7 separate regions of the Mus musculus genome follow, and all the other regions are linked to region 1. A link is a contact called in public HiChIP or PLAC-seq and promoter capture Hi-C data. All regions are on one chromosome and are shown on one strand. Each heading gives the region's core, a stretch centred on a gene start, on an enhancer-like site or on the middle of the called end of the contact. The rest is flanking DNA. Distances are from core to core; before and after follow the strand shown. Region 1 holds the start of Tube1 (tubulin, epsilon 1). Region 2 has its middle 21 kb from the start of 5930403N24Rik. Region 3 has its middle 74 kb from the start of 5930403N24Rik. Region 4 has its middle 78 kb from the start of Gm26535. Region 5 has its middle 46 kb from the start of Gm26535. Region 6 overlaps Gm26535 (a long non-coding RNA gene). Region 7 holds the start of Gtf3c6 (general transcription factor IIIC, polypeptide 6, alpha).

Region 1 (4,278 bases), core at 1,173-3,672:
AACTCATGGAGCCGAGGCTGGTACTGGCAGCATAGGCGGAAGAGAGTCTTAGCCTCTTCTGAGACAGAAGAAAACCCAATGTTCTCATTTAACAGTATAGACCTACAAGGTGGATGAAGATTGGCCCTTCTTAAGAAAGAAAACCCAGTCTCAAGACCAACTGTCAATATGTAATACATTTTCTTTCATTAACTTACAAAGAATTTGGTTTCATTCTATCATTTCTCAAACAATGTTTTGTTGTTTCTCTCAGAATTCTTACCATGTCCTCTTGTGCCCTCCTACCCCAGGGCTTCCTGTTGTCATGTCACAGGTGACCTTTGCCCCTCCCTCAGACTGTCTCTTAGCCCCCATCATGGTCTCCTATTCACTCAACCCTGTAATAATCAAAGAGGTGGCTATCAAGAAAGGGAGGCTGGGGTGGAGCCAGGCAGGGAAGCATGTGTGAAGGGATATTGCAAAGGCAGGTCTGAGTGCATGCACGTAAGGGAGACCATGTTCCAGGTCTCAAGTAAGTAAAGCGATCTAAAGGACAGCACCCTCCCCACGAGAACAACTGCGCCCGCCGCTGTGGAAATTCACTTTAATCAATCTCACACCACCATGTCTCTACCCACCTTCTGAATAGCATGTAGCTTTGGCAGAGTTGATCCAAACAATAAAAAAGTATGCTTATGACTCAAAAGGCCTGAGTTTATACTGTCCATCCCCAACAATGACGCTCCAGGTTTTAACCTCCCAGTTCTTTGAATTTGACTAATCTGACTGTACTGGAGGCTCTGGGATTCATCAACAAGACCAAAGTCAGGTTTCCCGAGAAGATAATGGCTCCAACATCTAGTGAACAAATTCAAACTAAATTTCTACAAAGTTGGAAAGGCCTGATATTTAATTGTAATTGTCAGGATAAGTCCACTACAGCTGGTTTATAGAGAACTTTGAAAACGGATAAACTTAATGATTTAACATTAAAAGACCCAGGCATATCTCAAATGTCAAAAGGATTCTAACATCTGTATCTTACACTAAACGAAAAGTAACACACATTGTGAGCAGTTTCCACCTCTTTCATTTCTGCATACTCTGAGGGCAAGTAATATGCAAAATAATCTTTCAAAACCTGGCCCCCGCTAGACTCATACCATAGTGGGCAGGCACCCTCAGTGAAAACGTCAGGTTTTCAAAGTTACTGGGAGTCCCTTTAAAGGTTCTTTTTGGCTTCTTACGGAAGTCTATCAAGGAAGCGCGCTGTTCTGCAGAATGGTATGAAAATGGGCTATGAGAATACGCTTTGATCAGAACAGCAGACACCGTCCTAGCTGGCAACTGTTTCCTTATCCTCTAAGATTCTGCTGACAGGGAAAGGAGGCGTCCTACCAAGCGGAGACAGACTCACCCACTTACCTGGTATCCACATTCCTGAAGAAGCTGCTTATAGCGTCGTCATAAATTCCTTTCTAGAAACAAAACAAACTATAGCATTTACGTTTATTTTCTCTAAAACCCTTTTAGCTGTAGCAACTCTACAACGCTGAAGGGGCTCTAAGAAAAAGAAACCTAGGTCGACTCTTCCAATTACATCTAAAGGTAAAATGCCAAGAGAACCCCTGACTAAGTTTAACAGTGATGAAAAAAGCACACCCTGTAGGATTATACAGCTGGTACTCCAAGTGGGAATTTCTTGGGATTCTTGGTCGTTTGATGTATTTACCTACTTTATAGTGCTTTCATCTATAGCATCTACTGTCTTTCAAAACAACAACAACAACAACAACAACAGGAGGAGGAGGAGGAGGAGGAGGAGGAGGAGGAGGAGGAGGAGGAGGAGGAGGAGACTGCTAAAGATCAGGGAAACTTAAGACCAAACTCCTGACAAGTGCCTTCTGCCTGTGACTTACAGCAACACGTTTAAAAAGAAACTAGCCACGACCGGTATGAGAAGATCCTATGCAATTTATGGTACTGATTAAAAAGCCCAAGTAATCTGGGCATGATAGTGGTAGTCCTGGGGATGCAGAGACAGATGGATCGCTGCAAATTCCAGAACATGATCTACACAGCAAGTCCCAGGTCAGCCAGGGCCCCGTAGCAGGATCCAAAGCACCCCTCCCCAAACCTCATGTGAACTCTGGCAGGCCCGGGTGACAGGCAGGAGGGGCGGGTACCTGGTTGACCGCTGCGTGCTCCCTCAGCGCCAGGTCCCAGAAGCAGCAGCCGATCTGGTTCCCGCACTGTCCGACTGCAGCCAGTAGCGAGGAAGAGAGAGAGGTGCATTAGGAAGGCAACCAGGTGACTGGCTCCGCAGCGACCCGGTCCCCGCGGACGGGGGTAGCTCACCCTGTACGACCACCGACTGGGTCATTCCGCCGGGAGGACCAGCAGGAGCACTCCCGCCCAAACTCCCGCCTTAGCTTTCGAGCTCAACGACGCCCTACGAGGGGCGGCCTTAAGTCACGTCGCTGCCGCAAGTAGCCAATGTCGTAATGCCCTTGTTTCTTTACGGCCAGGACTTCTGCGCAAGCACATTTGCGGCTAGCCGTTACCATAGCGACTGGGCCTCCGGCAGGTAAATCCTAGCTGCCCTGTCAACATCCTTGAGCATCTGCAGCTCCGGAGGCCCTGGTAACTGACGGGTAACTAGGTTTCAGAGAGGCATTTAAGATAAGGGACTTTAACTTTGATCACGGGCTTTGAGAGGCTCACAGCCTAAACAGCCAGGACAGTGGGTCCGATTTCTCAGGATGATGCCCGCTAGTGTCGTTATCTAACAGAAAACGAATGTGGAGGAACACAGAGACACCCCAGACAAATAGGCTTATCTGGGAACAAGGGAAGCTAGGTACACTCCGACCAAATACCACAGCTAAGTTCAGAGGCCAAAGCGATGCACTCTTCAAACTTAAGATTTCTGGATAATTCAAAACATCTACACAAATCCAACTTCCAACAGCCGGCAATGCCATTGAAGATACACTCGATGCACTCAAAAGATATGACCTAAAATATTACATGGCGCTGACAAGGAGAGCCATAATATTCAATGAACAAGGGTCTAGGAAAAGAAAAGATGGGTTAAAAGTTAAGGCGTTTGATTTGATGTATGAACAATGTAGACGAGATTTTTTAAAGGCAGGGGTGGGGCACGAAGTTCGAAAGGGGAAAAAAAGGTTATTTTTCAGAAATTGAATTTTTACTGGGCAAATTAAATGAGGCTTTAATTAAGAACTAAATTAAGAATTTAGGCTGGAGAGATGGCCCAGTCAGTAAAATGCTTGTCTCTGAAGCACGGGGACATAAATGCAGACCCCAGCACTTAACAAAAATCTGGGAGCCTGTAACTCTAGGCTTGGAAGGCTGGAGAAGGGAGATCCACAGAGTCTAGCTGAAACTGTGAGTGTCAGATTCAGGGCTCAATAGGAGACAATGTCTTACAAAGTAAGATGAAGGATAACTAAGGAAAACACTTCATGTTTCACATCTTGTTTCCATAAGTGTGCACACACACAAATCCCCTCACTAACTTTAATGCTTTAATGAAGTTAATATTTTCCACAGAAATTCTGAGAAACTACAAAACCTTTAATCTTCATTTAGCAAAAGTTAAATTATACTTGCTATTAATTTGTCATGATATGTAATATGATATATAACATGATAAGAGCCACAATAATTGATTGATTGGTTAGAATACCTTATTCAGCCGCCAGGATACAGCTTAGTTTGTTATTACACAGTTTTGAAAGATGTGAATTTTGACGTTGTAGTGGGGTGTATGTATTGCAGAGGCCTTTCCATGTTTCTCTTTGGGTGTCTTACATCTCTTGTAACTAAGGGGGCAGATTTTAGCCAGGAAAAATTAGAAATTGCTGGATTTACTCTTACCCGCTTCTTGGTAAGCATGCAATCTGTGATAAAGGTAGTCAGACACTTTGGGTCTTAATATTGAAGTCCCCAAATCTGGGGTTTCCAAAGTTTGCCAAACATGGACAAATATGTGGGCTGTGATGTTATTAGGTCGAATCTATAGATTCTGGTGCTAACGCCCGTGGTGTTCTGGCCTTTGCAGAGCTCTGCCCATGCTGTAGTTCCTGTCATTCTCCAGAAGCCACGCAACAGCAAGGAGTTGTAAGAAAGTCCTTATGAGTTTCACCGATAACTTCAGTCTGCAGTGAATCAGATGTGTCTGCTTCACAGCCAGGTAAGGTGCCATCTTCTATACCAGTCACACCAAGACCTCAGTGTAGGCACATTTAGGTTGGCCAAGATGGCAGAAACAGC
Region 2 (4,278 bases), core at 1,170-3,669, 2.0 Mb after region 1:
GTATGTATATATCTGTGTATGTTGTATGTATGTATGTGTGTGTGTGTGTGTTTGTGTGTGTATGTGCATGTGTGGAGGGGGCATCCTGGACCATCCCACTCCAGCCACACTAGCTCACAGAAACGGGAGAAATAATAAATTTACTCAAAGCATTGTTATTTGAGTATTTTTGTTTCTTTAGCAAAGGTTAACAGATACATAGACCTACCTAAAATGGTCACAGTTACAGAACATTCTAGAAGAATGTCCTTAGTACTCACTTGCAGAAAAGCTCTTCCCCTCTCACTCTACCCCCTAAAATATCTTTGAGCCTGAGTCTCACTACAGCCCAGACTGACAAACTCATGACTTCTGTCTTAGCTGGCTAAGAGTTAGGGTTCCAGGCAGGCATCACCGCACCTAGCTTGAAATAGCTAATTCTAGTTTCAAAAGGCCATGAAGACATCAAAACACTATCTAGTCATTCTGAGTAATATTATGAAAAGGTTGTTAGAATTTGTTATTTGTGAATAATAACAAGAAAAAAATATATATGACATAGCAATAGAAGGCAGGAGGATTTGATCAATGAAGCCTTATTATACTTTAGAGAATCATATAAATTTTGTTGTTCTAAAGTTCCATAGTGAAAGCTTATTCAAGATAGCTGGATCACTACATAAAATAGTAAAGTAGTATTTGTTTTGTGTCTGTTGTCTTTTTAGAGTTTCTTACATAATTTGGGTTTTCTGATGGCTGGAATGTTCTGACCTCTCCAAGTTCAAAATTGTCTTGTTTATAAATTATGTAATATACATAGTTTGTTATAGTAGCCCAAATGGATTGAGATAGTTTCCAAATATTTGTTACAGCTTCGTTACTTTTAAGTTGGACTACATTTGACTCTAGAACAGCACTCATAATGATTTGTGTGGATTTCCTGGTGAGTTTTATTAAGCTCATTCAATCCTCTGTGTACACACTTAACTAATGAGAACTCCAGCTTCTGTCCAGTACATAGGGGTGCTTTACTGGAAAAGAGCGGCTGTACTCAAGACCCATTTCCCTGGTGTCCTCTGCCCTCAATTTTACACATTACCCACACCCCATCAAACTGTCCAAGCTGCCATGTGTACATCATGCTTGGTAAACATCCATATGTTCCTACAGGCTGTCTCTTCTCCAAACCACTGCCATCTAAACCCTGCTCACGCCCAACTGCTCAAGCACATTTACCACCCTGGCAATCACCAAGGTATACTTGGAAGGTTAATGTAAAGACAGAAAAAGAAAGATGTAGGGAGTAGGTAATCTGAGAGGGAGGAAAGTTTCCTAAAGCCCTACAGATAACAAGAAGAAAGGATTTGTGTCTTGGTGTGTGTTGCTGCAAAGCTCATTTTACTTCCTAAAATACTGGTAATAAAGTATGTTGGCATATTGTAGGCTCATCCTACGTACGAAGACTGCCTATCCACTTCTTTGTAGAAACGGGGATTATCTACCTACTTTCTCATACAAAACATGTCCACGTTGTCTAAGAATGATAATAATTCAGCCACTGTGCTCTGAGCTGTTAAACTCATAAACTACAGTAGTCATTACAAAACCCACTTGCAATCCTGGCAGTGAAGTCCTCCCTAAATCAAACTGATACTAGCTCACAGAATTTTCCAATTCTCAGCGCGATGGCACTTTTACATGTGCAGCAGATGATAAACCAAGTTACAATTTTGAGTCAGTGAAGAAGGCGGCACAACTCAAACTCAAGGGAGACAGCATTTTCTAAATCACGAGACCTCACTGCGCATGTCTGTATATACTAAGTCTTTCTGCACTTACTAGAATTTAAACAAACCCAAACTATGTACGTACCCCTTAGCCATGAAAAACCCGGCCACAACATCTACTATCAACACACGGAAAGTGCATAATTAGATATAACACCTACTTAATCATGCCTGTTCTTTGTGCTCACAAGTTTTTTTCTTAAAGTCTCTTCAAAATCATGCAAAACAAATTTCCTACATATCCTCTCATTTGCTTTGCAATCACATGGTTTGGAAGATGGTTGGAAAAATGAATATCAAAATCTTTTCAGAAATTATCTCTGGGAATTGGGATTGTGAGGAATTTTGATTTTTATGTTATTCATTTTGGCATTGCTTTTGTCTATTATGAGCACATCTTGCCTCTGTGATTAGAAAAGTCAACTACAGAATCACAACCCTTGACAATAATTTCATATGTAACATTACATACCTTTTACTAGAAGCAATTTGCACAATAAATCAGATAGTTTAGAATTTTTTTTGGCCCTGGATGCTTTTGTGAGTCTCAGCATTCGAAGATAAAGTCCTTTCAGATGTTCAATATCTGGCCTCTGCCCAGTGTCTAGGGATTGACAACAGCTTCCCAGAATGCTGTGTGGTATTGAGTCACAAGATGCCTTTCATTTAAAATCTCCCCCAAAGTATACTCAAACTTTTGGCACAGTGCACACCAAACCCAGAGGGAAATGTTCTAATCCTTTAACACACAGACTTTAGGCCATGTTCTTCATTTAAGCCTGTATCATTCCTTAATCTTGACAGCTAAATCCTCACCAAAAGTTTGGCAAGGATAATATAGAATGATGCTGCCAAACAGGTCTCGCGGAGGGTCAGCCTGGCTTCCTCTCTGCTGGAACATGGGGTTATCAAATAAAGGTTTCTTAATGTAAATCACAAACAGGTTTACTCAGAATTTGGCTCCTGTGTTTATGAACAGGAGGAAGAAATATTACCCTTGAGTTCTCTGCCTACCCATTAACACTGTAGATCTACAAACCAAGAGTGTTTCCTTGAACTCCTGTGTAAAAATCAAAAGAAAGACTTTATTTCCAACACTTGGGAACAGAGGCAGGTAGATCTCTGGAAGTTCTTGCCTAGACATATAGCAAGTCTCAAGCCAGCCAGGGAGACATACTAATACTGTATCCAAAATATTAAAAAAAAAACTCTGTATGTTTCAGGTTATGATAAAATTCAGATATGAAAATTTCAATCTTTCCTATGTTTTCTCTGGCTTCTTTACTATTATAAAAAAAGTAGTTACAACAGAGTCAAAGTTGCCTGCTGTGTGTTGAAGGGTGCCTCCCAAAAGTTCATTTCCACTCAGAACATCATTACAACCAGTGACCTTATTTAGAAATGAGATCTTTGTGGATGTAATTATGTTAAAACGAGGTCATAGAAGACTCAACTTTGTCTCTTATCTAATAACTAGTGTCTTCATAAGAAGAGGTGTCACAGAACTATGCAGAGGGAAGATGGGGATACCATAGGACCAGAAGCCCAAGAAAATAAATGTCTGTTAAGTAACAGCTTGTGATATTAGGTGCAGCTTCCAAAGAAACTAATATGCTGCCCACCCAGACTTGAAACTATCTAGCACTTCACAAAAATGATGTTGACCCCTGATCAGGTTGATGTTGGCTTCAGAGGAAAAGTCACAGCTTAAGTTACCCCAAACTGATTCAACCTACAAATTATTCTCTGAACGACACACTTAATATGGGGTATGCACCTATTCACACACACACACACACACACACACACACACACACACACACACACACACACACAGGTGTGTGTGTGGGCATGCACAAATGTATTTCTCTCTCTCTTTCTCTCTCTCTCTCAGTAAGTGTTCTAAAATTATTTTTTAAATAAAGAATTAATGTTTAGTCCTATTTATTTTATTATTAATAATAGTTCGCAGAGACAGGGTTGTACTCCTTAAACAAGGCATGACTAGAACTCACAGTATAGAACAAACCAGACTCGAACTAAAGGCAGTCTTCTACTTCAGTTTTCTAAGTGCTGGAATTTCGGGCAGGAGCTACTATGTCAGGTTAATTATCTATTTTAATTAAGGACTGTACATTTGTGTGTTGTACCTTGGGATTCTCAACTTAGTAATTCAGGAGTACCTCAATGTTTTACTGTCTGTTAGAGTAATGGGAACTGGATGAGTGTTGTAGCTTAATGAGTGTCAGGGTCAAGCAGAAGCAGAGCTGGGTGCTGACCCTTTCCTCTCTATAAAGAATAGTTGACCATAACCCAGCCTTGACAGTCAGATGCCACCACCATCAGATTCTGGGATCACTGTTCCCTCACGGCAGAATCTACAGTGGTACTTCTCAACCTTCCTAATACTTTGACCTGTAGTTCCTCATGTTGTGGTGACCCTCTAATCATAAAATCATTTTTGTTGCTATTTCATAACTGTAATTTTGCTACTGCTATGAATAGCAATGCA
Region 3 (4,278 bases), core at 1,255-3,754, 1.9 Mb after region 1:
TGTGTACCCTTGGCTGGCCTACAACCTGTAGCCATCTTCCTCAGTGGCTGGCTAAGTGCTGAACTTGGAGGATATGGCTACCACATGCAGATTTGACACATTAATAACAAAAGCATTTGATGGTGGTAAGTAAGAGTCTTGACCTTTTCTTGGCCTTTTATTACTTGTAATGCTTTTTATGTATATTTATAAAATCAAGGAAACTGCCAAAGAACTCAAGTTGTCCCCATGGCCTATTTATGTCATTTTGGATCCTAAGGGCGATACTGACAATAAAAACAACCCATTTGGTGCAGAGGAACTGACCCCCAGTTGTACCAGATTTAGTTGAACCTGAGGCAGTTACACTGACAGGCAGTGAACACCTTTTTGGTCCTCTTTTTGCCCTCAGTCACGAGGCTCATTTAGCAAAGCTCGCTTTAGATTTATAGTAATCCCCAGCCCTACGTGTGTGCTACTATGGGCCCGCCCTTCTTTCATAGTCACAGCATAGACGAGCCAAAGTCCAAACCTGCTGGTCAAATAATGTGCTTTCTGAAGCTGCTTTTGGAGTGGAATGATCCAGAGGAATGCTAATCCTACCATTGATCCCTCCAGCAAGGGAACACACTCATGGGGCAGAGCACATTTAAGTGGAGTGGGAACTGACTGTCACTATTTTCTCCAGACTATTATCTCCCTCCCCACCCCCACCACCCCAACTCCCCACAGGCAGGCTAGAGACATCCCTCCCTGACTAAGTAGCCTCTTTGTCCAGGAAGTCTTGTAACTACTCTGAGGACAAATTAAAATTCTATTTGTCTCTTTTTCTCTATTTCTTTATTTACTTTTTTGTCTTAGGTTGGTGTGTGTGTGTGTGTGTGTGTGTGTGTGTGTGTGTGTGTGTGTGTGTGTGTTTGGTGGGTTGCTTGGTTGATTGAGACATTTTATATTCCAGGATGACTTTATACTCAAGGAAATCCTCCTGCCTCAGCCCTGGCAGATTAGAATCTTTGTAAAATTCTCTATCCTGCCCCCACTCACTCTCAAGTATTTCAAATTTAACATAGCTGGCAGTTTGAAGCGGCATAAAGTAAAATTCGAGAAGATGCCATAGCAACACATCAGACATTTAATGTCAGGCTTCCTTATGTTCACTGCATTTCAAAAGGCAAACATCAATTATGCAATTTTGGAATGATATTTTACTTTGTAATTAAAAGCCAAGCTCTTTGCACTTGGTATTTGTAGAGCATATGTGCAAAGCAATTGCTCCTTGGGAGAAAAATGGTATCTCTGCCCTTTGAGAGACCTCTGCCTTTAATACTGCTATAAATAAGCCATTTCTTCTTCGTCATCTTACACTTAAACACACTATCTAGGGATCACCAAATAGCATGCAAGAGTAAACTCATTGTCCAGAATTTGGTGGAAATGTTCTCAAATGGTTCCTTTGATATGACAAATATTGCCTTCATTTAATTATAAGGCTGTAAATTTCATCTAATAATGTTCTCAGGCTGTAATTTTTACCCATCTTAAACTGACTTTTTTTGGATAATTCAAATATAATTTGATCAACAAATTACTATTTGATATAAAACTAAGAAAAAAATGCTGTAAAATTATCCCCAAATGGATGTAACTTAGGGTCCCATGATTCTTCTTTATTTGTGCATGTCTATAAATAATTAAAACCATTTACTTAAGTCTCTTCATTTGAAGTCCTTAGACTTTAGTATATCCTGAATGACAGACAGTATGGACTTCCCTTACTCTGACACAAGATAGCTTTCTTGTTGTCTAAACAAGCGTGCTAGGTTGGTGGGGCCTCTGAATGCAAAGACAGACCGATCTTTGTAAGTTTAAGGTGAACCTGGTCTATAGAGTAATTTCCAAGCCAGCCAGGGATGCACAGTGAAACACTGTCAAAAATAAAATGAAAAAAAAAAAAAAAGAAAAAGAAAAAGAAAGAACTATACACTCTTACCTGATTTCTTGTAATTCATTATCAGTCAGGTAAGTAACTGCTCTAGCTTACTAAGGTCCAATAAACTAAGGTAAAAATCATAAATGTCAGTATTTTAACAAAAACTGTATTTTAATTGGATACTAAGAAGACCTCAAATATCTGAGCATACCACTTCAGGTAATAATTCTCAGTGAGGGCTAATTCTTTTTGATAGTAAGTAATTACATATAAATTATACAATTTTCTACAATCTTAAATAAGGCATAATACTCACAGTAAATTGTAAGTTTTCAAACTGAATCAGGTCATCAGTTGTTAAAAAATTCTAAAATAGGACTCTCTCTCTCTCTCTGTTTCTCTCTGTGTGTTTCTCTCTCTGTTTCTCTCTGTGTGTTTCTCTCTCTCTCTCTCTCTCTCTCTCTCTCTCTCTCTCTCTCTCTCTCAAGAAAGGGTTTCTCTGTGTAATAGCCCTGTCAGTCTTGGACTCACTTTGTAGACCTGACTGGCCTCAGACTCCAAGAGATCTGCCTGTCTCTAACTCCTGAGTGCTGAGCCACCACGCCCAGCTTCATGCAGTCTATTCTTAAAGCCAAGCCTCCAGTGAGAGTACTGCCTGTGGGAAATGACCCCAGAAAATTGTGTGACCATTCCTTGAGCATATAACAGTTTGAGGTTCCTCTCCCCTTCTGAGAGATTAGCTCCTGTCTTGTCCTTATCAATGTTCAGTCTAGGAATGAAATATGGTTTTTTTATGATGTCTTTATAATTACATAAGAAAAACTGTAAAATTTGCATGTGAATAAGAGCAAGCCTGAGGTCACAAAGGGGTGTGTCTGTCAATCAGTCTTTCTTGGGTGGGATTTGTGATGTTTATTTAGTCTGCTCAGGAAGCTGGGGTGTTTTTGAGGGTTTTGTTTTTTGTTTTTTTGTTTTTTCCTGTGCTTTTGCTTGTTCAGCTGGGTGGAGACAGGGTCCTGCTTTGCAGCCTGGATGACTGACTTTCTCTAACTCAATTCCTCTTCCTAACTCAACCTCCTAAATTCTAGGATTGTGGGCCTGTGGAGCCCCACCTGGTTCATCAATCTTGCAACTCTAGGCCTGGTCTGTTTTTTCAAGTGGATGAGCTGCTGTGTTTATTGGGTTGTCTATGGCAAATGTTTCAGTTTGACCCAATTGATTGGACCTCACAAACAGCAGGAAATTCATTACCCGCTTACAGAAAAGAACATGAACTCTGTCTGCTTGCTCCTCTGCAAGAGCAGAGCTTGCTATTAAACACTGAGACATTTCTCCAGCATCTTAGGCCTCCTTTATAGAGACACTAGTCTCACTGGGGACCCTTCTTGTGATGTAAACTCTTTTCAAAGGCCAATACTTCAACGTGTTAGTTGCCAATACTGTATTTCGAATATATTTCCTACATTCATATGCTGATGGCCTTTGGCGGCAAGGTTTTGGGAGGTGATTTGGGTTAAAAAAAATCACTGATTATGCACACACACACACACACACACACATATATATATATATATGTATATATAATAGTGGTTTTATAAGTATGTATAAGTGGTTTTATACACTATATATATACATATATATATGTACATACATATATATATGTATGTATATATATAGTGGTTTTATAAGAAAGTACAGACAGACCACACTTTGCCTTTGCCATATTAGAATACAGCCAGCTTCTCTCACCAGATGTACCATACTTGTGCTGGTATGAATGAGAATGGCTCCTATAGGCTCAGATATTTGAATGCTTGGTCCCAGTTGGTGAACTCTTTAGGAAGGAGTAGAAGATGTGGTATTATTGGAGGAAGTGTGTCATTGAGGGTTGATATGTTTATAAAAAGATAAAGAGAGGAGAAGTATGTTTGGTGGATATGTGGTGAGGTGTGGGGGAAGGGGTGCCTCTGTCGGGCCCATGCTGAAGCATCTCTTCCTCCTGAGGGACCAGCCACATATATAGAATAGTTTAGAACAGAGTTTATTCAGTGCATGGGGAGCAGCGTTAAGCGGGTAGTAGAAGCAAAGAAAGGCAGAGAGAGAGAGAGAGAGTAGAGAAGAAGTGTAGAGGTTGGCCATGAGCATGTGGAGAGTGAGGGGGGGGAAAGGGTGAGAGGACCGAGCAGAAGCAGGAAGGTAAGAACAAGAGAAAAAGAGAGAGGAAGGGGCAAGCAGCCCCTTTTATATCTAGTCAGGCATACCTGGCTGTTGCCAAGTAACTGTGGAGCAGAGCTTAGGCAAAATGCTAACAAGGATGGACTTTGAAGTTTCAAAAATTTATATTAGGCCTAATCAATCTCTCTCTCTCT
Region 4 (4,278 bases), core at 1,297-3,796, 1.9 Mb after region 1:
ATGAGAATTGCATCTCAGCTGGATATCAAGAGAAAATTTGGGGAGTGGTGGTACAGACCTGTAATCCTGGCACTGGGAAGTGGAAACGGGGAAGTTAGCAGGTCAAGGTCATCATAGGTATTACAGGAAGCTAAAGGGCAGCCTATGGTACTAGAGACCTTGTTTCAAAACACCAAGAAAGGAAGGGATGGAGGGAAGGAAGGAGGGAGGTGGTCAACTTACAGAGATTCAGATGAGCACCAGGCACAGAGCTAATGGGACCTTATCTACATCCCTGAGAGGCTGAATCGGACCAGACACAAGCAGGCGGTTACTCTCTGCCTCTTCTACAGCACATTTTCCTCCCATTGAACCATTTGGTACTTACAAAAAGTCAGATTTGGTGAGCCAGTGAATACAAAAACACTAGAGTCTTTTCCAAGGCAAATTCATGTTTTCACAAGTAGGAGTAGAAGAGTTCTAACACGTTCCAGGGCAGAAAACCTAAAGCAGGAGCCAAGAGAAGACCGTACAGGCTGGAAACAGTAAGGCAAAGCCCAGCTTCCCCAATCCTTTGTTAAACATCAGTCCTTTGGTTTCAGGCCGTCCTTTTTTAAATTTTAAATTGAAACATATAATGTTACATATACATACTTGATAGCTTTATAGCTAAAGTGGGCATTTCACAAATACCCATGACATTGAAATTCTTCTCTAATTGTAATATATTCAGTTCAGGTTGTATAGAAATGTGAATACATATGTAGAGCAGATAGCAGGGAAAAACTCTAATCAGAACAAAATTTTCAGGTAGAATATTACGAAGACAATCACCTAAACTAGAGAACGTTTTGTGTCTCATTATTGAATATATATGCATCTGTGATGTGTGTGTGTTTGTGGTGTGTGTGTGTGTGTGTGTGTGTGTGTGTGTGTGTGTGTGTGTGCCGCAGAGCATTGAAAAGAAGACAACCTTCAGAAGTCTCTTTTTTATACCTTTATATGAGTTTCACAGATCAGGCTAAGGTCATGAGGCTTAGACAACAATCTCCCTACATGCTGATCCATCTCTACTGCCCCTCTTACAGCGGTATTTTAGATGCTTTCTCTCCATACTAAACATTGGATTTCTGAGTGCCTCTGCAGGAAGCCGAGGCTTGATGGATCCTTCCGTAGAGAGATTCTTCTGCAGTTACCAACCTCCTCCAGAGAGCTCATTCCTTTACTTCTCTTTCATTCTTGTCTCTCTGCCATCACTCTGACATGGCCTCTCCCCCTGTCCTCCCCTCCTGGTGTCATTAGGAATTTTCTAACTAAACTTTAACATTTCTGAGCAATAGCTTCATTATGTGGACTCTGATTACAGACCCCATTCAGAGGTAACTTTTCGTTAGCCAGCAAAGGTTACCACAGTTCAACATATGTTTGACATTATTCTAAAAAGGCTTTACTCTCTGGTGAGTTACAGAAAAATTGTAAGACTGCAAATCTCTGAGCCAGCAGCCAAAAGCACACACCACAGCATGTGCTTGCTGCTTTTTGGCAACACCGAGCTTTACAGTGTTGGCTTTACTGTTTGTTCCTCTGTTTGGAGACAGAGTCTCCTGTATCCTAGGTTAACCTCAGACTTACTAAGTACCCAAGGATGACCTTGAGACTTCTCATCCTCCTGCCTCCACCTCCAGCATGTCAGAGTTACATGCATAAGCCACCATACTCAGTGTATCCCACTAGATAGATATCCATCTAATTATGGTTAAGTAGAGATAAACAGGAAAAGAGATATATTGCCATCTCCAGCAGCACTCTTGAGGTATGGACTTTCTGGGGGTTCTGTTCTTCATTGAGGTAGACATCAGAAAAGGTCTTCTTCTAGAAAGATTAGAGAGAGACCTCACACAGAGCATCCGAGCTTAATCTGAAGACTGTTTGGAAAAAAGGAAAATGTGGACAATAACTACTAATGTAACATAGAATCCAATTTAACATGGACCTGAATGTATTGCCTCTTACTGAAGTACTTTATTCTTATACCTGGCAAGATGTTCAGAGAGTAAAGGCACATGTCCACTAACTCCTGCAAGTTATCCCCACACACACACACACCTACATACATACACACATGCTCAGACACATCCTCACGAACACTAAATACATGCAAGAAAAAAGTGTGGCTTTTTTTTTTTTTACTTGAATGTTAGTGCATGTTTTTTTCTTCAGCCAAAGGTAAATTACTTCAAATAAATTAAACTCTCTCTCTAACTCTCCCTCCCTCTCTCCCTCTCCCACTCCCTGCCCCCTTTCTCTCTCTCTCTCTCTCTCTCTCTCTCTGTGTGTGTGTGTGTGTTTTAATAGTACATAGCTACCTCAAAGTGTTGCTGGAAGGATTTGTAAGTATGTTAAGTGCTTTGAAGATGAAAAGCAATATATAAACACTTAAATGTTACTATAAAAGCTTAGTACATGAGCTCATAGCACGTGGTCTAAATGGAATGCGTGTGAATACACAATCTGCACATAGTCAACGACAGAAGCAGCCTTAGTTCAGACTCAGACACGTGACACCAATCCTTTAACATCATCAGATGCTTGCAAAGCCTTCAGAAGCTTTGAGTACTTGCTCACTCAGTGTGGGAGGAAACACAACTCACAGTATTAGTCCAGGGCTGACAGATGAGTAGAGACAGTCACAGACAAGAAATAAGAGTCCAGACCTCCTTAGTGCTAGCCAGTCTTCTCATAGATATCCCACTTGGCTTCATCTGTAGGATGTAACTGTAAACAAAAATACAGTATTAGAATTGAAACGTCAGGATTTGTGGCCATCCATGCAGATCAGAAAGCATGCTCATTGAAAACTGCATTTCTTTTCATTCAGAACACCTGCTCCTGTACATCTGTGTTTGCCTTTGAGACAAGGATGACCTTGAACTATAGAAGGATGACCCTGAACTAGTGAAGGATGACCTTGAACTTTTGACCCTCCTCCAGCTACCACCTTCAGAGTGCTGAATCACGGTTGTGCACCACCACGCTCACTTTTATACTATTCTAGAAATGAACCCAGAGTTTTGTGACTTCTAGGCAAGACCTCTACCAACTGAGCTACATCCCCAGCCCTTTCAGTTGTCTTAGAAGGATATGTTGGGCCATTGAGATTGCTCAGCATGTAAGGCCACTTGACACCAAGCCTGAGGACCTGAGTTCAGTTCTTACTTATGACCCACATGGTAGAGGAGACCTGGTTCCCAAAAGTTTCCCTCTGACTTCCACGCTCCCACAGTGATACCTGCACTTATATCCCATATACATACATATGCTCTCTTTCTCTTTCTCTCTCTCTCTCTCTCTCTCTCTCTCTCTCTCTCTCTCTCTCTCACACACACACACACACACACACACACACACACACACATACACACATACACACACACATATACACATTTTGCAACCTGGAATATTGCATAGCCAAAGATTACTCAGTACATATGTGTCAGTTTAATAAGCCTGCCTTAAATTCTCAGGTAAATCAGTGGCTCTCAGTGGCCACTGAACGATGCTTACTACAAGTCAGTAACTCAGATTTCTGGTACTGTTTCCCCAGTTTGGGGTTCAGGATAGCAGAAGCTGGGCCAGATAATTTGCATTTCTAACAAGCTCCCAGAGGATAATGATGCTCCTACTTTTTAATTTGTTTGTTTGTTTGTTTGTTTGTTTGTTTGAGGTGCTACCAATCAAATGTATGGCCTTGGACATGCTGGGCAAACACTCTCTACCACATAACTCTTTCCACAGCCCCACAAGCCTCTGATGATTGACAGCTGCATTTTGAGAACCTTGGTGGTACAGAAACCACACAGTAAGAACTGACAAGAGTGCTGGCCCTGATCTGTTTAGCTCCTTGGATAGAGACTTGAACAGAATGCACAGGGTAGTTAATCTAGTGGATTAGTTAAACTTGAGGACTGGAATTCATAATTAGCAAGGGCAAATCTGGCCTACACCTGTTTTTGTCTTACTTGAAGAGTATCACTTTTTAAAATTAGATTTTTTGTTGACATTTAAAATTCATGATATTTTATATAAAAATCTCAGTTATGGTTCCTCTCAACTAATCAATTGGCCAACAGTGGGTCTTCGATGCTCTCTATAACAGGGTGTCACATCAGGAACCAGTCTTTACCAGACTTTCTATGTTCAGAATGGTCTGTGTTCTTCTATGTTCCTGAGTAGTTTTTAAGGAACCTGAAATCTCCAAATAAAAACGTCCTAGGGTCATCTTTCTTCCAATCCATCACT
Region 5 (4,278 bases), core at 861-3,360, 1.9 Mb after region 1:
GATACGAGAAAGCTGTAGTGTTTTTGTGAACCTTGTCTCCAACTTGGCATCTGTCGCCTAGCACCACAACAAGCATGGCTATGGCTGCGTGAGGCAAGGACTTCCAACTGCACTGTATTCGTTGGCTCAGAGTATTGTTCCCATCTGTTTTATTTGTCTAGAGTACACAAAGGATGTGAAAGATACGGTGGGAACTTGTCCAGGTGAGGCCATTAACTACCCGAAGACAGCCTTTGTCTAGAAGCCTCCTTTAAATAAAATAATAGGAAAGGAAATTTGAAGTGAGGAATTAATGAAATAAAGAAAACAGTTATTTCTCAGCTAAGAAATAATATCAACTCAAGTATAAAAGTCATTTTTATCTTAATACATTTAGGTTGTCAATTGTGATTCTTTTGTGCCCCTCCTCCTCCTCTTCTTCCTTCTCCTCCTTCCCTTCTTTCTTTCTTTCTTTCTTTCTTTCTTTCTTTCTTTCTTTCTTTCTTTCTTTCTTTCTTCCTTTCTTTCTTTCTTTCTTTCTTTCTTTTTCCAGACAAGTTCTTGTTATATAACCTAGCTGGCCTAGAACTCATTACATAGATCAGACTGATCTTGAACTTGCAACTCTCCTACTTCTGACTCCCAAGGACTGAGATAACAGGTATGTACCACAGCTGGATAACCATAGTCTTTGGTTACCACTGTCTCAGAAATAGTAATACATGCCTCGTTTACATTATGCATAATCGAAATTTATAAACCAACAAAGCTTTTAATACATTCCTTTTTTTAAATTTTATGTGTATAGGTCTGTCTCCTATGTATATCTGGACACCACATTCATACAATGCCCAAGGAGGACAGAAGAAGGTGTTGGATTCCCTGGTACTGAAGTCATAGACAGCACCATATGGTGGTGGGAGTTAAACCTAAGTCCTCTGGAAACATATCAAGTGCTCTTAACTACTGAGCTATCTCTCCAACCACTTTTTCTTTTGTTTTGTTTTTTCTTTTCTTTTTTCTTCTGTGTAGATAATTCACCCAAAAAAAAAGACAGTGGGGTTGGGGGGAATGTTATATTAACTAGCTATGAAAAAGTATAACAATTATCCAAATGTCTATAGGAAATTGCACATGTAACATATGGCATAAAATAAAGACTGTATACTTGAGTTGATATTATTTCTTAGCTGAGAAATAACTGTTTTCTTTCTGTTTTCTTGATTTCATATTTAATTATACTTTTTCCCACAAAGTTTTATATGCTAGAAGCTTGAGTCCCAAAATAATAGCGTTGAGATGTAGTGAATGAAGAAGAACTTATCAGGAGGTAACTGTGTAATAAATATTCCATTTCGAGGACTGATGCACATCTGATGAAAGTGGGTTAGACCTCTCAGACTAGAAAACTGAGACCAGTCCATATTTAATTTTTTTTCTCCACACAATGCATGGCATTCCTGCACACATTCCCACCAGGTACCTTCTGCTGTGATAGAGCAGATGTCTCTCACCAGAGGCTGAACACACAGTTCTGTCTGATCTTTGCCCTTTTACCTTTCAAAACTACATGGGAAAAAAAAAAGTTGCCTTAGGGACTAATTACTGTGATGAGACACCATGTCCACAAGCATTTTAGGGAAAAGCAATGTTTAATTTGTTACACTTCTATAGCACATTCTGTCAGGAAGGAAGTCAGGGAAGGAAAGCAACAGCAGGAGCTGATGCAGAGACCACTGAGGAATCTATGAAAAACATGTTTTAAAACTATTACCGGAGTGCCCTCCATGGTTCACTTGGTCTGCCTTCTTATGGAACCCAGGACTACCTTCCCAGAGATGTCCGCATGCACAGTTGGTTAGGCCCATCCATCATTCAGTAATTAAGGAAATGCCCTGAAGGCTTGCCTACAACCTGACCTTATTGAGGCATTTAGCATTCCAATCACTTGGTATATGTGTACTGAAACTTAGTACATTCTAAGATACATGTTAGGTCTCAAAAATATAACACATTCCCAGGAGACTTCAATGTAGTGAGGAAGCTAGACGATTAACTCAGTTAGAAAGCAACCAAGTGCTTCATTCCATGACCACAGTCCACACTCAGTGATGAGAAGCAGGAAATAGAGTTTACAGAGGCCAGGCTAGCTTACTGAGAGGTCTGGGGAAGGAAGAGCTTGAGGCAAATTTGAAGAGTCTTCAGGTTACCCAGATGAAGTGGGGTTCAGGGGTGAGAAGAAGTGAGGATAGAGAGTAAGGGACTGCCAAGCAAAGCTAGGGGAATTTGTGGCAGAGCAGACAGGATCAAGTTTGTGGATGCAGGAGAAAGGGAGCAACATGCTGTGGAGACAGACTTCACTGTGTACTCTGAAGGAGCCATTGGTGGACTTAAACTGGGCATAGTTAATACCAGATTTGCATCTTCAAAATTGTGTTGGTGCTAGACTCAGGGAGCTGGTTTCAGTTGATCAGAAAAACTAGTAGCAATGAGGTCAGTAAGTGACAAGGTCGGGACAGTATGTCAGAGCTAATACATTGTAGAAACTCTGGACAGTTGACTTGAAGGCTCTATTACTCAGGGTTCTCTAGAGTCACAGAACCTATGGAATGGATGGATAGATGATAGATAGATAGATAGATAGATAGATAGATAGATAGATAGATAGATAGATAGATAACACAGGCCAAATAACCCATTTCTGGATTGTAGTTCATTACAGATATAGTCAAGTTGAAAACTGGGAATAACCATCACAAAGGCGTTCTGTGAAATTCAGTGAGTTTTGTCATGAAGAGGGGGGAAAAGCCTAGGATGATTGCAAGCTCTGGCTGAAGAAATTAGGAGGAAAAATAAGAGAACAAAACTCAGAAAAACTTAAATATTTTCCAACTACCATGTAGTGCAGCTGATGCATTTGGCCATAAGCTAATTTGATTTTCATAATGATGCCATGACATAGTTAGAGTTTTGTTTACCTATTACACTTATTTTCCTACTTATATATATTATGTAGGTGTGCTATGTATGACATGTATGGGGAGGTCAGAATATAGCTAATGGAAGTCAGTTCTCTTACTGTTCTACAGTGTAGGTCCCAGAAACCCAACTCAACTTGTCAAATTTGGCACTAAGCACCCCTACCCACTGTGCCATTTCATTGGCCCTAAGTCAGCAAGTAAGAATAAAAAGTAGGCTTTTGGCACAGGCATATAATCACAGCACTGGGGAAGGGGCTTGGGAGGGTCTAAGTTTTTGGTTACACAATAAGGCCTGTCTTGAAAAATACAGAAACAAGCAATAGCAACAATAAAATTAGATGAGCTTTTGGAAAGGTAAAAAGACAGTGGAATATGCAGAGTGTAAGAGGTTAACAAGCACTGAATTCAAACACAGGAGTCAAGGGCAGAGTAATCAATAGTGCTATTGACAGCTGAACAGACAAGATACTAGCAAATGTTTACTGTGTTTGGTAACAGGAGTATCGATGGTATGTAACAGCTAAAAGAGTAACTAATGGGACCCACATTATACTATGAGAGAAGCAACTCAATGTTCACCACTGTGCCTGTGCATGCTCCCATGCACAAATAGAATGTAAATTTAAAAACAATTCTTGGTGACATACCTTTAAAATCCAGTTTGGGGGGAGAAGCGCGGTTTGCGCTCTCTCTCTCTCTCTCTCTCTCTCTCTCTCTCTCTCTCTCTCTCTCTCTCTCTCTCTCTCTCTCGTGTGTGTGTGTGTGTGTGTGTGTGTGTAACATTTGGTAGTCAGTTCTCTCTTGCTACCATGGTTTCCTGGGATGGGACTCAGATTGTCAGCCTGATGTGACAAGCACTTTACCAACTGAGCCATCTTATCAACCCTATTTGTTCTTTGTTTGAGACAGTCTCACTGTGTAGCCCAGGCTAGCTTGAACTCACAATGCTTCTATCTCAGCCTCCCAAGTATTAGAATTAAAAGTATGCCCCTCTCTACACTTCTAAAGAGTTCCCCATTTTGTTGATTAGATAACAAGGTGAGTAGTTTTACTCTAAACCCAAATGGTCAAATTTGAGATTTTTAGATCACAATTGTTTTATTTCAAGGAAATAATGTAAAACCAATTCTAATGTCTTTGTAGCCCATTCTGTAATAAATAACTTCTAGGCAACCAATGAAACCAGGTTGTTTGGGAGCCGAGGATGATAGCTAAGAAAACAGGAAGAGAGCTTGCCTTAAATTCAAATTCAGGCCCAGCTTATCTAATGAGATTTTGCCAGCTAGGGCTAGAGAGTAATACAATAAACAGCTAAAAC
Region 6 (4,278 bases), core at 479-2,978, 1.8 Mb after region 1:
GTGTGTTTGCAATATTGATCTGAAATTTTGAGAAAAAAAGAAATAATGAAGCTTAAGATTTACTTCTGTTGTTTTTACTCTTTAATTATGAGGGAATGGGTGCGTATAGTGTACTGGGAAGCCAGAGGTGAAGTTCCCACACCCCAGAAATGGGAGTGGTGTGCTGAATGGTGGTCTAGGGCCTGGACCTGAGTTCTCTGAAAAACACTGCACAGTCTTAACAGCTGCAACGCTTAAACACAAATGCATAATGCAAAGACGCCCTTAAATCTGTCCAGCCCTATTGAAGACTTAGAATGTTCATGGTGTTTTAATCCGTAGAAAATGTCTTTCCAATAAAAGAACTTAGTGTCACATGAGAGCTGAGAACAATATTATTATAGTCCTTACATCCTCAGCAATAATAAACTAGGACATAGACTATGTGCCCACCCATGTCACTAACGTGTCAGGACGGGACCATCCATTCAAATGCACCATTTCTCCAGGCTGCACACAAGCCTTTGCCTTCCACCAAATCCTTTGTGCCTGGGACTCAGTCGTGTGCATGCATACTCTGAATCTCGGGGTTTGTCTGTTAAATGTTCTGTCCTTTCCTGGCTTTCTACTCTCTGTACATCTGTCTTTGCAGATGTCCCTGAAAATCCAAGTCCAGAAGAGCCTTGATCACATCTGCTGATGTCTTTGAGGTCATTGTTTCTGATCCTAGAACCACTTCACTTTGACACAATTCTTTTCTTTTTGTGTGCTCCATTCTCTTTGTTTTTTACAGCAGGGGGCTTTTTTTTAGAGCATGGTTTCACCATGTTAAACAAAACAAGCTGTTCATAGAGAGGTAGTGCTTGATCTCCTTCCTACAGGAAATCTAAGAGTTGATCTCATACAGGGTGAGAGTCCAGGTTACTAGAGGCTAGGCAGACTACAAGGAAGGAGAAAGATAGCAGGAGACAGGGATTAATGTGTTCAAAGTCACAAGCAGATGAGAGAAAGAAACAGTATAGCCACTGGAGACAATAATGGATGTCTATTTCAAAAGTAGAAGAAAGCATTTTTTTAAATTGGCAAAGAAATAATAAACACTAGAGGATCTGTGTATGTTGTGATTTAAACATTAGATAGTGTCTTCCTGTATAGACTATTTCATGGTGCTCCATTAATGTGCATGTTTGCATGTACCTGGGGAAAATTAATATTAAAAATTCAGCCAGGAAGTAGTCACACATGCCTTTAATCAAAGCACTTGGGAAGCAGAGCAGGCAGATTTCTGAATTTGAGGCCAGTCTGGTCTACAGAATGAGTTCTAGGACAGCCAGGGCTACACAGAGAAACCCTGTCTTGAAGAAAAAAAAATTCAGAGAGAGCTGGGTGTGGTGATGCAGCCTATAGTCCTGTCACTTGGGATGCTGAGGAGAGGCAGGAGGAAGCAGAGAGACAGAGGTGAGAAGAGGAAAAGATTACTTAAAAATGTTTGTTGTGAGATGAAAGCACCCTCAAATGCAGCAAAGGAGGATGTAAAAATACTAAGGCTGGACAGATTGAGTATCAGCCTGAAGCTGGAAAAATCATCTCAAAAGACAAACAACACAAAACCCCAAATCTCACAACTAACAAACAAGGAAAGAAGAGTGAGCCTCTCCAGAGAACAGGAGGGCGGTTCTCAAGGCTCTGGCTGGGCTTCCCCGGGTTGCTAGGCTCACTCACTGGGCTCTGAGCATTCAGAGACCTGGGACCCATGCATTTTGGTAATATTTTTCATTTTCTAACCCCTACAGTCACAGGGATTTGCCAAAGCCATTCCCCTAATGCCAGTCAAACTTGTCATCCTTGAAAAATAACAAATAAAATTCGCAAATATTTTGATAGTGTCTATTAAAAAAAAAAGAAAGAAAATGAAACCTGCTATCATTTTGCCAGAGCACTTTCTACCAAGGGCGATGGTGTTTACAGGAGTTTAAGCAAATATTTGCATGAGGGGCCCTCACCTGTTACAACACTAGGATGGGGTCCAAAGTGCAGCACCTACCCAGGCTTTCCAAGGGTTTCCATGAACTCCCTGGGAGTGACTTTCCTGGCCTATTGCCCACGTCTTTGAAATGGGCATATCAGCTTTACCCCATCACTTATCAAAGAACGTGTCCATTACTGGACCAGATAAAATTGTGTAAGTGCTCATTTGAAATCCTTAGCAGTCGTTCCTTGTTCAGACTCAGAAAACAGTCATTTTAAGTGACAATCTGAATCTCCTCATAGGAGGATATGGGGGAGGGGGGAGGGAAAAAAGAGAAAAGGAAAGAAGGAACTAGAGGAAGTTATCCAGACCTTAAGCACTCCTTTCCCCGCCCAGAATGTGACCTGAAGGTGAGGGTGGGCAGTCCTGACTTTTCACCAGGAAAAGTCAATACATCTGATCGTTACAAAGCAGAGCTCTACAGGAAGTCAGAGGTTTCAGAAGAATGAAATCAATCCAGAATTTTAAAGGAAGAGAAGGGACAGAAATGTCCTCTGTTCCATCACATTTCCACATGTCTACAATCACCACTGGAGTCTCCTTTTATAATATGCTGGGTATAGCATATGACATTCCCAGGGAAAGGTAACTCAAACCTGGTAAACAGAAATGGGCAGTGGCTGCCAAACATATAAGAGAGCCTTGGAAAACAAGACACAAGGACAAAGACAGACAGACGGCAATGGCAACTCCAGAGGGCACTGGCTTTCCTGATCTTTCAGTTCCATGCTTGAGTAGAAAAAATAAGTGCTGTATGCCTAGATACACCCTCTTTTATTTCTGTTTAAAATAACCATAACTTTTCTCTACTTGTAGGCTAGGTTAGATGGTGGCACTTGTATCTACTGAGAAGACTGATAACAAGGAAATTTTACAGCCCAATCTTATTGCTTCCATAAATAATGCTCTAATACTTCAGATTTGAAGATTCTTGCCCATTATTTATCCCCTCAAAAGAATGTCCCAGAAATATGCCCCACTCCTACAGGCCTTGCTCTGTTAATTGCTCTTTTTGTTTCTTAACTGAGATGTGCTTCCTTGTGTCTCCCAGGCTGGCCTGGAACACTTGGAGTATGAAATCCCACTGTCGTCTTCTCCTGGAGAGCTGGAAGCAATGGGGTCACACTCTACTCTAGGATAAAACCTCTGAGCTCACTTACGGGTTTAAAAAATCCAACAAAACCTACTAATCCCTGGGCTTGCCCTAAGCTCAGGACTTGAAACCCCACAAATCCCCACCCTAGAAAGCTCCACCCTAGAAGACTCTGTCCCCCAATAAACCTGTATAATAAGCTTGTCTCTTGCTCAGTTCCCTGCTGCTTCTAGCCCCAGCAGAGGCTACCTCTTGTGTCTTCCCCAATAAATCTGTTGGTGTAAGGTTGGCTGTGCTCTGACTTTGTGGTACTCCTTTGCTCCCCATTTCCAGGATACCTTCCCCTTCAGAGCTATCACACTTCCATTGGGGAAATGTAAGAGTCAAAGTTAACCCGTAAGCCTCAAGGACAGATAATGTCCTGAAATACTGGGCCTATGGTTCTTGGGAAATAACAAGCCACATGTCTTTGCTCCCATAAACAAGTTTATTTGCACCAGATGTACATCATTGGATGGGGACCCATAGGGAGGAAATATGTACACTTGCCCCTGATTGGACCTGATGGGAAATCAGGATGTATGCTTGTCCATGATTGGAGCTGATGGGAAATATGGTGTCCCTACAGTTTTGCCCTTTTAAGTCTCTGCAAAATGTGACTCTTTGCCATTTCCTGGAAACCAAGAAATGGACCTGGCCTGAGTCCATCATCCTGACCAGTATTTAATTAAAGCTTGCTTCAAATTTGGCTCAAAGTTGTGGAACTGATTTTTCTCTCATGAATGTTAAGTTTAACAGAAGCCTTCTTGCTCAGAGCTGTAACGCTTCCATTAGGAAAGCCTTTCCCCTCAGAGCTGTAACACCAGTGCCACCAGTACACTCAACTTAGTGTTTTGTCTTTCTTCCAATCAATGGTAATTGCTATTATGGTTTTTGCAGTGCTAGGAGTCAACCTGGGGATTCATGTACACCAAGAATGTGCTGTACTGTTAAGCTACAACCCAACCCACAACCCACTTCAATTGGCCTAGTGGTTTCAGCTGGAAAGTCTCTGGGTGGAGCTCAAATGGTGAAAGGCCAGAGGGTGTCTATTCAGTAGCCTGGAGAGCATGAGGAAGGGAGAGGGGGAGCGGGAGGGGGAGAGAGAAGGAGAGGGAGGAGGGAGAGAGGGGGGAGG
Region 7 (4,278 bases), core at 821-3,320, 1.1 Mb before region 1:
AAAGTTATCCTGCACTTTGTAGTTCCCGCCCCGTCCCGCCCCGCCCCGCCCCGCCCCCAGAGAGATGGTTTTTCTCTGTGTAGCCCTGGTTGTCTTGGATCTTACTCTGTAGACCAGGCTAGCCTTTGAACTCCTGAGTGCGTGGGCCATCACCACCAGGAAAGGATCAAGGGTTTTGAAGGTTCCAGGCCCTACAATTGAGCTACATTCCGAGTCTTGCACTTCATTTTCTCATACAAGTAAAGTACAAGTTTAAAACAGAAAAAACAAAAACTTACTGTATCTTACTCTTATGTAAGTGCAAAATGTTCATTTCTGAGACAAGATGTTACCTCTAAAGGCTCTTTTACAAGAACTCTGCTATAAAACATATTTTTAAGCCTGGTATGGTGGTGTATACCTTTAATTCCAGCAGAGGCAGGAAGCTCTCTGTAAGCTCGAGGAAAGCTTGGTCTACAAAACGAGTTTCAAGACAGCCAGGACTGTTACATAGAGAAACCCTCTCGAAAAACTAAAACAACAACAACAACAACAACAAAAAGGAGAAAATAAAAATTCTCATATAAGTTTTCCAAGTAAAAGAGCAAGAAGGAGCAGATTGTTAAATCACTTGTCGCCTCCTAGTGGCAGTGTCTTAATATTGCGACCACTATCACATTTAATATTCTTTATTTACTAGTTCAGGTTAATAGCCTTCCTCATAGATTTTTTTTTCCTCTGCAAGGAGCTTCAGTCATGCTTGCAGAAGACCTAAGTTTACTTCACACACAACTACTAATAGGACAAAATTCTTTCCTGTTTTGTTGTTCATAAGCACTTAAAATTTTTCTTGCAGTTAATGGTCTCGTGAACATTATAACTACATTCATACTAAGAACAAGAAAGGCAGGTCAGCCAGGCTGTAGTGAACACCCTAAACCCCAGCACTTAGGAGGCTGAGGCAGGCAGAAAGCAGAACTTGAGTTGGAGGTCGTCTGGGACCATACAGAGAGGAATGACCGGGCTACACAGTATAAGCCATGTAAAATACAAGAGGAAAGATATCCATTTAGTAGCTCAGGACCAAAGCATCTACTCTAACTTTCAACTAAATATAAAAGAAACCACTCAGACTGTGTCCTCTCCCTCTCAACCCTCAAGAGAGTTGAGAACGATCATCAATGGCAGATAGCAGTTGCAAAATGCAGCACTAAAAGCCGGCTTCACGCTCAGGAAAGGACACTCTGTCTCCTCCTCGTGGTTTCGGGTGCTCTACACAGTCAGAGAAACTTCTCTAGTAACAAACTATAGAAATGATCCCTGAAAGTATAGTCTTAGTTTAGCGTTGCCAGCCGCCGCGAGGCCACCTCTGACAGCACATTTTTAACTAATGGTGACATTCCCCACCCGCCCCCCCCCCCCCGCGAAAACCCCGTAATATTCTCCTAAGGAATACCATACACATGCACTTTCGAAGCTGTGTTCGTATATTATTTTGCAAAAAAAAAAAACAAAAACAAAAACTCATTCTGAATACTTATGACTTGTAAACTAACTCAGAATCAAGTTCATAATTAACATATTGAGGATAATAGCCAATCACACGCCAGTGTCTTCAGTCATCCTAAGAAAATCACTTCCGGACCAGTTTTAAAGGGTGGGTGCGGCTCCTCAGGCTGCGTTTTACTTAAGATGGGTGTTGATTTGTGTCCTCTGCGGTCTGAATTCCACCCTGTCCCAGTAGCGTCACTGCTGGGTTTGTGTTAACTAAGTAGCCACTCTGGCCTAGAATTTGCATTAATCCTCTCCCTCCCGCGTCCTTAGATGTTGGGATGAAAAGTGGAGGCCACCATTGATCCTCTAGTCTCCTTCGGCAGACAATAAACGTGAGGTTTTGTTTTATAGTGGAGGCAGTTGATTACGCTCATCCTCAGCTACTTACTGAGTTCAGTGTAGCCTGAGCTCTATGAGCCACGTTCTTCAAAGTGGGGCTAAATACCCTAAATTCCCGAAGCTCGGAGCGTGTCGAGTCTCCACGTGGGACCCACTTACGGAAGCCTGGCGTCGCCATCTTGCTTTCTGGCCGGAAGCCGGACGCCGCTGCCCGTATCCAAAATGGCATCCACAGGGGGCGTGGCCAGTGATGGCGTCTCCGAACGCTATGGCGGCGGCAGTGGATCCCATTTGGGAGGACTTGGAGGAGGAGGAAGAGGAGCTAGAGGAGGTTGTAAGCGAGGGTCAGAGGCCTGCGGCGCGGGCGGTCTTGGTTGAGCCACCCCTGGGTGGGGAAGGGAGTCTGGGATGCGGACGGAGGGAGGGAGGCCGGTAGACAGCTCGCTGGCTTTCCGAAGCCCGAGAAGCCGTGGAGGGCTAGCTTCAGTTCTGGTTTACCCATTCTAGAAAGAATCGGTTTCCACCAGAAACTGGATCGAGTTTTCACAGAGAAATTTGGGGCATTTCTTATTTACTGCCCCTTGTCTACCTTATTAACTTTGCTTTCTTCCACCAGGAGCAGTTTGTTCTGGTAGAATTGTCAGGAATCATTGATTCAGACTTTCTCTCCAAATGTGAAAATAAATGCAAGATTTTGGTGAGTCTTAGAATTCGGGGAATGTTGTAGATTTTCTTAAAGTTAAAACAAGACTAAAAGGTGATATGCTTGTCCACAAAGAGAGAGACGTTCATCCCACCTTACAAAGCAGTGATCAAACGCTCCAGGCTCATACCAGAAGAGTAGGTTACAAGGGAGGGATTCTATGGGAGCAGAGAAAATGCCTGACTGCTTCTTCTTCACTGTCTGAATGTGTGGCTGGAGAGAAAGAGCAAAACACCTTGTATGAAACTTCTGGGGGACTTTCAGGACAAAGCCTAATCCATGCTGTTAAGCAGTGCCTGCCTTCCTTGTAGTGGGCGTGGCCTCAGTTCTATCCTCCAATAGTACCACAGTTGAGTGTACTAGTCTGGACGCAGACTCTGGTCTAAGTGTGGATATGTATGCAGTGTTGCCCGGCCGGTCACCAAGTACCCATGTCACCTGCTTCACCATGCCTTTGGTGTGTCTTTGGCTCACTCCTCACAAGCCAATTAGGAAAAAATAGCATGAGAGCAGGCTGTCCTGGTGCACACCTGTAATGCCGGCACTGGAGAGCCCAAGGCAGGCGGATCCGAAGTTCATTGTCATCCTACCCCCCAACTCCCCGGAATGCCCTGGAACTCACTTTGTAGACCAGGCTGGCCTCGAACTCAGAAATCTGCCTACCTCTGCCTCCCAAGTGCTGGGATTAAAGGCGTGCGCCACCACCGCCTGGCTCATTGTCATCCTTAATGATATAGTAAGTTCTAGGCCACCTTGATCTACAGAAAGCCCTGTCTTCAAAATGCCTGGAGAAGACACAGTTTAAAATATTACGTTATTGCCTGATGATGATACATACCTTTAATCCCAGCACTCATGAGGCAGAGGCAAACGGATCTCTTAAGTTTGAGGCCTGCTTGGTCTGCAGAGTGAGTCCCAGGACAGTCAGGGCTGTTACACAGAGAAACCCTGTCTTTGGGGGATGGGGGTAGGGATGGGGGATAAAGCTGTTATCAAAATTTTTGGGCAAAATCCTTGGCTTCAAATATTTAAACAGGTTAATTTCTGCCACTTACCCCAACATGCCAATCAGAGATGAGTAGTGTGGTGTACATAGCAAGTTCTAAGACAGACAGACAGACCCACAGAGAGACCCCGTCTCAAAACGACAACAGAAAGTCCACTCAGGCATGGTGGACATTTTTTTTAAAGATTTATTTATTTATTTTATGTATATGAGTATACTGTAGTTGTACAGATGGTTGTGAGCCTTCATGTGGTTGTTGGGAATTGAATTTAGGACCTCTGCTCACTCTGGTCAACCCTGCTTGCTCTGGCCTAAAGATTTATTATTATAAATAAGTACACCGTAGCTGTCTTCAAACACACCAGAAGAGGGTGTCAGATTTCATTATGGGTGGTTGTGAGCCACCTTGTGGTTTCTGGGATTTGAACTCAGGACCTTTGGAAGAGCAGTCAGTGCTCCTAACCACTGAGCCATCTCTCCAGCATGGACATACTCTTAATCCCACCCAATGCATAGGAAGTGCAAACAGGCATATCTCAGTGAGCTGAGGCCAGCCTTGTGTCAGACTCACGGATGGTCTGCCTCTTTGCCTTCCAAGTGTGAAAGGCATGGCCCATCACACCTAGTCCAAGGTGCATTTTTTTTTTTTGTTTGTTTTTTTTGACACCGAGTTTCTCTGTATAGCCCTGGCTGTCTT

What was found. Promoter capture Hi-C pulls out the DNA fragments that hold promoters and counts their contacts. HiChIP or PLAC-seq counts read pairs in DNA pulled down with a chosen protein or histone mark.
Region 2: a promoter capture Hi-C map of stem cell-derived epiblast-like cells shows a contact between it and region 1, with 6 times the contacts expected there. The contact joins the enhancer-like site here to the promoter of Tube1 in region 1. A contact is called at or near these places in 8 of 39 promoter capture datasets (the 3T3-L1 cell line, the C10 cell line, the SN4741 cell line and 4 more) and 1 of 115 datasets of contacts at active chromatin or transcription factors (astrocytes).
Region 3: a promoter capture Hi-C map of embryonic stem cells shows a contact between it and region 1, with 5 times the contacts expected there. The contact joins the enhancer-like site here to the promoter of Tube1 in region 1. A contact is called at or near these places in 3 of 39 promoter capture datasets (embryonic stem cells, liver and stem cell-derived epiblast-like cells), 3 of 115 datasets of contacts at active chromatin or transcription factors (embryonic stem cells, extraembryonic endoderm stem cells and large pre-B cells) and 1 of 9 other capture datasets (embryonic stem cells).
Region 4: a contact with region 1 is called in a promoter capture Hi-C map of the SN4741 cell line, with 5 times the contacts expected there. The contact joins the enhancer-like site here to the promoter of Tube1 in region 1. A contact is called at or near these places in 4 of 39 promoter capture datasets (the SN4741 cell line, embryonic stem cells and neutrophils) and 2 of 115 datasets of contacts at active chromatin or transcription factors (large pre-B cells and stem cell-derived neural progenitor cells).
Region 5: a contact with region 1 is called in an H3K27ac HiChIP or PLAC-seq map of large pre-B cells, with 6 times the contacts expected there. The contact joins the enhancer-like site here to the promoter of Tube1 in region 1. A contact is called at or near these places in 8 of 39 promoter capture datasets (the 3T3-L1 cell line, the C10 cell line, hematopoietic stem and progenitor cells and 4 more), 1 of 115 datasets of contacts at active chromatin or transcription factors (large pre-B cells) and 1 of 9 other capture datasets (liver).
Region 6: a promoter capture Hi-C map of liver shows a contact between it and region 1, with 2.7 times the contacts expected there. The contact joins the enhancer-like site here to the promoter of Tube1 in region 1. A contact is called at or near these places in 5 of 39 promoter capture datasets (the 3T3-L1 cell line, frontonasal cranial neural crest, hippocampal neurons and 2 more) and 1 of 115 datasets of contacts at active chromatin or transcription factors (pancreatic cancer cells).
Region 7: an H3K27ac HiChIP or PLAC-seq map of epiblast stem cells shows a contact between it and region 1, with 4 times the contacts expected there. The contact joins the promoter of Gtf3c6 here to the promoter of Tube1 in region 1. A contact is called at or near these places in 3 of 39 promoter capture datasets (the C10 cell line, embryonic stem cells and hippocampal neurons), 1 of 484 Hi-C or Micro-C datasets (cortical neurons), 6 of 115 datasets of contacts at active chromatin or transcription factors (the NIH/3T3 cell line, T-cell acute lymphoblastic leukemia, astrocytes and 3 more) and 1 of 9 other capture datasets (liver).

What each region holds. Positions count from the first base shown.
Region 1 is chr10:39,132,167-39,136,444 of GRCm38.p6, reverse strand. Tube1 (tubulin, epsilon 1) reads right to left here and starts at 2,422. Exons shown (of 12, transcript NM_028006.2): 1 at 2,338-2,422; 2 at 2,166-2,239; 3 at 1,405-1,457. The coding sequence starts at 2,362. It overlaps Fam229b (family with sequence similarity 229, member B), which reads left to right and starts at 2,539. Exons shown (of 5, transcript NM_183254.2): 1 at 2,539-2,622; 2 at 4,067-4,198.
Region 2 is chr10:37,158,087-37,162,364 of GRCm38.p6, reverse strand. No RefSeq gene overlaps it. Among named protein-coding and RNA genes, the nearest start is that of 5930403N24Rik, 21 kb to the right of the region's middle. Within about 2 kb of position 2,419, at least 7 of the 459 cell types and tissues checked have an H3K27ac peak or open chromatin away from gene starts, as enhancers often do.
Region 3 is chr10:37,211,082-37,215,359 of GRCm38.p6, reverse strand. No RefSeq gene overlaps it. Among named protein-coding and RNA genes, the nearest start is that of 5930403N24Rik, 74 kb to the right of the region's middle. Within about 2 kb of position 2,504, at least 15 of the 459 cell types and tissues checked have an H3K27ac peak or open chromatin away from gene starts, as enhancers often do. A contact at or near this core is called in embryonic stem cells, where this site is marked.
Region 4 is chr10:37,239,094-37,243,371 of GRCm38.p6, reverse strand. No RefSeq gene overlaps it. Among named protein-coding and RNA genes, the nearest start is that of Gm26535, 78 kb to the left of the region's middle. Within about 2 kb of position 2,546, at least 35 of the 459 cell types and tissues checked have an H3K27ac peak or open chromatin away from gene starts, as enhancers often do. A contact at or near this core is called in the SN4741 cell line, where this site is marked.
Region 5 is chr10:37,271,308-37,275,585 of GRCm38.p6, reverse strand. No RefSeq gene overlaps it. Among named protein-coding and RNA genes, the nearest start is that of Gm26535, 46 kb to the left of the region's middle. Within about 2 kb of position 2,110, at least 5 of the 459 cell types and tissues checked have an H3K27ac peak or open chromatin away from gene starts, as enhancers often do.
Region 6 is chr10:37,323,766-37,328,043 of GRCm38.p6, reverse strand. All of the region lies in intron 1 of Gm26535 (a long non-coding RNA gene), which reads right to left. Among named protein-coding and RNA genes, the nearest start is that of Gm26535, 6.4 kb to the right of the region's middle. Within about 2 kb of position 1,728, at least 23 of the 459 cell types and tissues checked have an H3K27ac peak or open chromatin away from gene starts, as enhancers often do. A contact at or near this core is called in liver and pancreatic cancer cells, where this site is marked.
Region 7 is chr10:40,255,504-40,259,781 of GRCm38.p6, reverse strand. Gtf3c6 (general transcription factor IIIC, polypeptide 6, alpha) reads left to right here and starts at 2,070. Exons shown (of 6, transcript NM_026113.5): 1 at 2,070-2,203; 2 at 2,489-2,569. The coding sequence starts at 2,123. Rnu3a (U3A small nuclear RNA) reads right to left here and starts at 1,314; the gene lies at 1,103-1,314.